Linked DNA regions of Dromaius novaehollandiae: region 1 is linked to region 2. A link is a contact called in public Hi-C data. All regions are on one chromosome and are shown on one strand. The core of a region is the stretch at or near the end of the contact, and the rest is flanking DNA. Distances in the headings are between cores, read along the strand shown. Region 1 has its middle 200 kb from the start of UBASH3B. Region 2 overlaps LOC135330498 (a long non-coding RNA gene).

Region 1 (3,549 bases), core at 843-3,342, 140 kb before region 2:
AAGATAGGGGAACATGAAAAAAACAATGTATGTCAATTGTTCTGTGTGATGTCAAAATCTTGCACGTTGCTGTGGTGCTGAGGAGGGAATCTATATGAGGAGTCAAAGGATGGATGGCAGATACAGTCTCTCTAATCCAGTCTACTTTTCCCAAAGATTAGATCCTTCAGTACATAGGGTTTGATTCTGCCCCTATCTAGGCTGATGCCAATCAGGATTATGTTGGTATAAATGAGAAAATTTGTATCCTTGGGTTCCCGGACTGACTTCATTGCATAATTCAGCCTCCTCTGTCACCCAGGGATTTCTGCATTGCACCCAGTAATTTAATTATGGATTGTATATTTATTTTCAGATGTTTATTTTTGTTGCTTCGGACTCTGCATGCATGCAGCAGAATTTCATTCTAAGGCTGCTGCTGATAAAATGTAGCTTGCTTTGAGTAATGGTTTGATTCCTGTGTGCAGGGAGTTACCCCAGTGAGTCAATGATTTCTAGATAGCCCCACCCTCCCCAACTTCCCGAACACTTACACTGCACTCGCTTTCTCTCTGCCAGACCCACACACGGCATCTAACTAGCCCAAATCCTAAGAGGCAGCTTCTCTTCCCTCCCCTGTTTCAGCCCCAGAAAACTAAGAAATAAAGCCACAAACCCCCCTGAAACCAAAGCCCTTGAAATGCCTGGCACGTGTAACGGAGGTATATTTAACAGACTGGCTTCCTAACCTAACCTGGTTTCTTGCGTAGATGCTGTCTGCCTTCAATACCAAGGAAAGTGATTTCACTGGGAGCTAAGGAGGTGTTTTGAATATCCCCGTATGCAGCTAACAAGATCTTTGGGTGCCCAAATACCTTTAACGCCGTAGTCCTAGAGCATCTGTGCAACGTGCAGCATAACAAAGAAACCGCCTTATTTATTTATTTCTGTGTTGGCGTTAGGTGCTTTCTCTCCCTTAGAGCGAGTAGCACCCTCTGCTCCCCCGAGCGCCTTGCGCAGCCCGTGTGGAGCCAGGCCTCGGGCGCCGCCGGGGAGCCCCCGCCCCACTGCTCCGACCGCTGCGGGTCTCAGGTAAGGCCCCACGGATGGCTCGGTGCGCGGGGTCTTCTGGGGCGGACCTGCGCTCCGCGCTGTGCGGCGCATCCCTGGGGATGCAGGGCCCGGCCTCGTAGAGCACAGTGCAGATTTAGTCGTCATCTTTGTCCCGTCCCCCCCCCCCTCCCCCCCCGCTGATGTTAACTGTCTGTATTATTATTTATTGTTATCAAGGGATTTGGTTTGATCAATGAAGTGTATATGCGTCTGACGGACATTGGGAGAGGAAATGCTTGGAGAATGAGTAACGTGTCTGCAGCGGAGGGTGTGTGTGAGGCAGAGAGGCAGCATCGGTACTAGCAGCAGTGACTGATGAGTTCATTTTAAAATCCAAGGGCATATAGCTGGTAAATTAGCACATATTGCAAATATAGTCTGGTGCGAGAGGCAGCGGGGCTGCCGTTGAGCGGAGGGGTGGCTGCGGGGGGGGGGGGGGTGGCGGCGAAGGGATCGTCAGCTCTGAAGTCGCGGCGGGCAGGAGCCGGGCGCGCCGCCTGCCTCCGTGCGGCTGCGGGGGGGCGGCGGGGGGGGGGAGGCGAGGGAGCAGCGGCGGATTTTATTGTTTTAAACCCCAGCCGCAGGCGGAGGGATGCGAGGCGCAGGGCTGCAGCCCCCCCGGCGCGGCGGCGGGGGCGCCAAGGGGCGCCGGGCGCTGCGGGCCCGGCGGGCGGCGGCGGCGCGGGGCCGGGCCGGGCCCGGGGCAGCCCGCGCCGGGGATGCGCCGGCGGCGGCGGCGGCTTCTCCCGGAGCTTAAGAGCTTATTGGGGAGGGGCGGCGGGGCCGGTGTGTGCGAGGCTGGCGGCGGCGGCGGGGGGGGGCCGGGTCCTTATTCTGTTAAAGATTTAAGTAGGCATGCAAGGAATCTCTAGGATAGTTGGCAAAGGGCGCGGGTGGGGAGGGGGGGAAGGATCCAAAAGAGTCTGTAACCAGACACTGAAGCTTTCCAGGAGTGAGAGTGTGTGAGAGAGACGGAGACAGAGCGAGAGGAAGAGAGGGGGCAGTGTGGTCTAGTACATTTTCATCTGGTCGTTGATTTGAGCCTGATGCTTGCTGTCCCTCAACAGCCTCCCTTGCCTGTATTTTTTCTTTCCCCCTCTCCTCTCCTTTCCCTTCTACTTCATCGAAGCCTAGGGGAGCCAGTAAAGATTAAATGTGCTTTCTAAAAGGCAGCCACTTCATGCAGCTATGTCTACTCCCCCCCCAGCCACCCCCCACTCCCCCTTTTTGAAATAAAAAAAAAGAGAGGGGGGGAGACAGAGAGGGGGAGAAGGAAGGAGGAGGAAGAGGAGGACTATAGTTTAATGATGTCGGGACTGGCTGATCCAGAAGGAGGAAAAAAAAAAAAGGAAAAGATTTGAGATCCTGGACGAGGAAGGACTTTGGTGAATGGGCTCAGACTCCTGAGGTGAGAAAAGGACGGAGTGAATGACGATGATTTGGTAATGGTGCCTGTTACGGCTGCCCCCAGCCGTGCGGCGGCGGGCAGCGCCGGGAGCGCGGAGCCGGCGGCCGCGCGGGGCCGGGCCGGGGCCGGGGCCGGGGCCGGGCCGGGGGGGGACCTGCCTTCGGCAGCGCTGGGCGATGAGCGGCGGATATTTTGCATTTTTAACCTCGGGCCCTGCGGTACGTTTCGGCTTGTGCCGCTGGGCCTGAAGCGGTTCCAGAGATGGGTGGAGGGTACGGATCCATATTATTTATTTGGGGGGGGGGGGGAGAGGGAGGAAGAGGGAGGAAAGGGAGGGAGGGAAAGGGAGAAGAGCGGAGAAGGAGGTGGCAAGCTGGGGACGAAATCCTGCTCTCGGTTATGGCCGGCGTAAATTTCCATTGGCTGGGGTTGCACAAGGTGCTTGGCGAGGAGTCGGTGCAGGATGGAGTCCCTTTTGTGTGTGTGTGTGTGTGTGTGTGTGTGTGTGTGTGTGTGTGTGCGGTGTGTGTGTGTGCGCACGGGGCTCGGGGACCCTCCTCTCGAGGGGAAGCGGGTTTTTCCTCCAGGTTTTCCTTCGCAACGGCGGCCCGCGGCGGGCAGGGGCGGGCGGCGGCGGCGCTGGCAGTGCGGGGCTTGCTCTGGCACGGCGCTGCCCTTGGCTCCAGCGGATGCCGGAGTCGGGAGCGGGCCGCAGCTCGCCAGCCCCCCAGCCCCGTCTCTTAATAATAATAACAGCAATAATAATAATAATAGCGGCATCGGTCGGAGCGCGGAGGGAGGAGGGCGGCAGGCGAGGAGCTGCGGAGGAATTCGGTGCCTTTTCCTTTCCCCCCTTTTCCTTTCCTTGATATATTCCCTTAAAAAAAAAACGTTTTAAAAATGCGAGCGGCTTGCCCAGCTGCACACACCCACCCTCGCCGCCCTCCCCCGGCTTGCGCACGCCGCACGCTCGCACTCGCTCGCTCGCCCGCGCTCGCTCGGGTGTCACAGCCCGCCGGGCGGCCAGGCTGCTGCGGGCACTGCCCTGC
Region 2 (3,702 bases), core at 287-2,786:
TAAAGCGGCGGACACCTAGGGCATAATGGGAATCTGCAGCCGGAGGCACAGCCGCCCCGTTGCAGCCCTCGCCGGTGAGCAATAAATGAAACTTTGTCCCCTGGAAGGCGGGTGGGATTTTTCCCCACTCGGCTCGGCTCTGGCGGTGCTCGAGACCTCCAAGAGGTCTGGGAGCATATTGCAATGACTCCCAGCCCCAGCCCCGGCTCTTTGTGCCAGGGTTACGTTATCTGCGGCTTTTCTTCTTCGTTTTTCTTCTCCTGCTTTCTTTAAAAAGCCATAAAACAGCAAGTACTATTCAGTGATTAAGATTATTTGGGTTCATTTCAGTCCTGGCATGGCGCTAATAAAAAAAAAAAAAAAAAAGGTTAAAGGATTTGTTCTCTCATTTGCAGAAGAAACCATTTCACTATGGGAATGAACAATTAACAGCATTTAAATGAGCTGAACTTGGTCCTTTTCTTCCATTGTCTTTGTCCCTCTTGAATCATCTGGAATTGGATTTTCTCTGCTGTATATTTTCCGGTGCGCTAAAATGTTTTACATAAATTGCAGACCAATCCCGGTACGTAACCCCCTCATCCCCGCGGCTCGCCACGCTTCGGAAAAATACGGCGTGCCGTTGCTGATCACCTGGATCTGCGGTGTGATGGCAATCGCTGCTGATCACCGCTTTTCCCCTGCCATATTTTTTCCCCCCGAGAAAGTACAACACAAAGGCGGGAGGGCACTCTCCCCGGCTCCGTGTCTGCAGGCATTTCTGCCTTCATTAATTAAAAATGATAGCAAGGGGAGCGAGCAAAGGGTTTTGATCTTGGCATTGAAAAGCGGTACGCAGCCCCAGTTAAAACCTTTTAGTGGCAGATTTCGGCGGTCTTTTCGCCCACCGCAGCCTCGGTGTGCTGTTTGCATCTTAAAATATTGCCTCCTTTCCCCGGGCGCGTGATGGACAACATGATACGTTTGATCAGATAGAGGGTAAAATGATATTGCAAATACGCGGCGGGGTTTTTGTCTCGCCGAGACACGCGGTCGCAGGTATTCCCACTGGCTTATTTTGCAAAGCAAGGAATGGGTCTTAGCGCTGCACCGATGGAAGGGGACTGCGGCGGGGATATTTTGGCTAGGCGATTTTGGTTTTGTCTTCCAATTAAAGCACCCAGCAGGCAAGGTGATGAAACGGCACTGCGTTTTGTGGCGGGGGGCAGTGTGCCGGGGAAAGGCACAGGGAGCGTTTGAGGGGGGGAGGATTTAAATGCATTTTCTGCAAACTATTAACCTACATATGTGACTTCAAAAAAAAAAAAGGGGGGGGGGGAAGGGGGGAAAAGTGCAGCCGACATTTCGAGTGGTGTCGCTTTAAGAATCGAGACTGAAACACCTTAAATGAACTCTGCAGCAGACAGCTGAAAAAAGCGCCTGGCCCCGCCGCCTCCCGCTTCTTCATGATGTCATTTTTCAGGTGTCAGTTTGCTGGAGCGAGATTGGAACAGGCCTTGTTGCTAGGACATGAACGGGAAAGCGGCCGCCGATTGGCGGGCGGCCCTCCCCGGCGAGCCAATGGGCGCCGAGCAGTCGGCATAGAAATGAGGAGCAGCAAAGCTGCTGGCTGGGACAATTAATGTGTTTGCGGTGTCAGAGCAAATTGTGGCGCAAAGCGCCGCGCGGGTGCAATTACACCCCAAATCCTCCCCGCGTAGGCCGGCGATGCTGCCCGCACGGCCGGGCTCGGGTCGGCGGCAATTAGCGGGCGGGCGGCCTTCCGGCGGGGCTGGCAGCTCCGCGCGGCCGGGGCAGCGAGGGGACCTTTTCCCTTGCACAACACGGAGGATTATATAACGTTTTTATTACCTTGTGCCTGCAGAAATAGAATAGGTAGATTTTATTTCCTCTGATTTTTTGCAGTTATTGTCATCTAAGTCCATAGCGTGGAGAGGACCCAAAAAAAAGCCCTCCCCCAGCCTGCTGCGGCGGCTGCATGCGGGAGGAAGGCGAGGGGCGAAGGCAGCTGGTGGCAAAGGTGGTTGCCCAGCCTTCACCGTCCTGCAAGACATGTAGCAGCAGCAGCACAAAGCCCAAAGGAACCTGCTCTCTGCAGAGCACAAAGTATCGCTTTATACAGTGTAATTGAGTCTGATTCTGTTATTTCAGACCCCGGCTATAAAAAGCTTTCCTATTTAAGCTGCGAGCAGTGCTCGCCTGACAGAGGGAGAGCCAAGTAAGCAGATCTGCCTGGCCGTCCCCCCTCAGCGCTCGCGGGCGGCCCGCGGCATGGGGCTTCCTCGCGCGGCCGGGGGCGACCGCGCACAGCGGGGAGCACGGGGTGGGGCAGGGCTGCAGCGCCGGACCCTCGGCCCTGCTCCTGGCGGTCCCGGCGGCCGGAGCGGGAGCAGGTCCCACCACGCAGCCGCCCCGGCTGTAAAACCAGCCCCCTGGGGAGGGCTCGCGGGCGGCGAGGTACCGCCGAGCGGGGTGCCGGCTCGCGGTGCAGCCTTGCCGGGAGCAGCCCGCTGCGCGGCCGAGGCAAAATCGCCGCCCGCCCGCCTCAAACCGGCCATTTTGGCGATGCCACCCCGAAGCGCGGGGTCGAACCTGCACCAAGTCCAGTTTCACAGCATCTGCATTTGTGGCCCACGGCCAAAATGCAAAAAAAAGAAAAAGCCTCCCTGTAACCAGAGCCGTCCCGGAGGCAGCTGGTTAACCGTTTGAGCCCCTCTCCGGGAGGAGCAGCTACCCGGTTTGGGGGTCTCTCCGTTGCCCTAGAGGAAGGGGCGCAGGGGGAGGCCGGGGTTCGCGGGGGAGAAGAGGGAAGGGAGACGCCCGCCTTGGAGCAGAGCCTCCTTGCAGAACCAGGACAAAAGTCCGGCCTTGTTTATTCGGATGTAAATCAAGAGTAAACCCAGGCAATTTTGTCATTCGCCGCTCTGACGCATTACTGTAAATCCTCCTTTCGTAACTCTGGCATTATTTATGAGTATTGCTGCAGTGCTGTATGAGATCAGGGCGCAGTTATGCCTGGTCACGTGCCAGCGCGGAGGACTACAGCGTGTAAGTTTAAATAGACAGGACAGACAAAGGCAGTTGATCATCTTCATTTTACAAATCGGGGAATAAGATTACACGATCTGCTTGAAAGCATACAGGAAGCCGGTGTCTGGTCTGGACAGGAAATGGCTTTCCTGTCCTGAAAAACTTTGCATCATAAAAAAAGGAAAAAAAAATCCCATTCGACCTTTGGGTGAAGAATTGCGAAGCCTTTCACGAAAGGCAGGAAAACCTGACTGCGAGCTGCCCGGCGCAAGTGCCGGATTTCAGCGCCCGTCTCAAGCGGGCAGACGAGGACGGGCCCTTGCAGATCCCGCGTGCCGAAGGGCTCTCCCGGTTTGGGGGGACGGCGGGTCCCCCCAGCCGTCGCTGCGCTCGGGGCTGCAGCTCCCTGCGGTCAGTGAGGATCGCTTGGGTGGCGATGACTTATCTTCAGTGCTTGAGGTTTTGCCCACTGCGTCAAGCCCCTGGCATGGCGTAAAAGACTGAAAAAAAGACATTAGAGCATCACTTAGTAGGACAAAGGGTTTTAAGTGTAAAAGCAGGTCTCCAGATGAAAGACTGTGTATGTCTAGCTTCCCAGCTATTTTGGTGTCGTGCATACGGGAGTGCTGCTAAGTTGGAGGCTCCCATCTCCTGCCCAGAGACCACCAGCGT

Evidence for each region. Hi-C and Micro-C count contacts between places; a contact is called where the count stands out from the background.
Region 1: a contact with region 2 is called in a Hi-C map of liver, with 7 times the contacts expected there. The contact joins two enhancer-like sites. A contact is called at or near these places in 2 of 4 Hi-C or Micro-C datasets (brain and liver).

What each region holds. Positions count from the first base shown.
Region 1 is chr21:4,514,829-4,518,377 of bDroNov1.hap1, reverse strand. No RefSeq gene overlaps it. Among named protein-coding and RNA genes, the nearest start is that of UBASH3B, 200 kb to the left of the region's middle. Within about 2 kb of position 2,092, at least 2 of the 2 cell types and tissues checked have open chromatin away from gene starts, as enhancers often do.
Region 2 is chr21:4,370,550-4,374,251 of bDroNov1.hap1, reverse strand. LOC135330498 (a long non-coding RNA gene) reads right to left here. Exons shown (of 3, transcript XR_010392507.1): 3 at 3,007-3,530. Among named protein-coding and RNA genes, the nearest start is that of SORL1, 66 kb to the right of the region's middle. Within about 2 kb of position 1,536, at least 2 of the 2 cell types and tissues checked have open chromatin away from gene starts, as enhancers often do.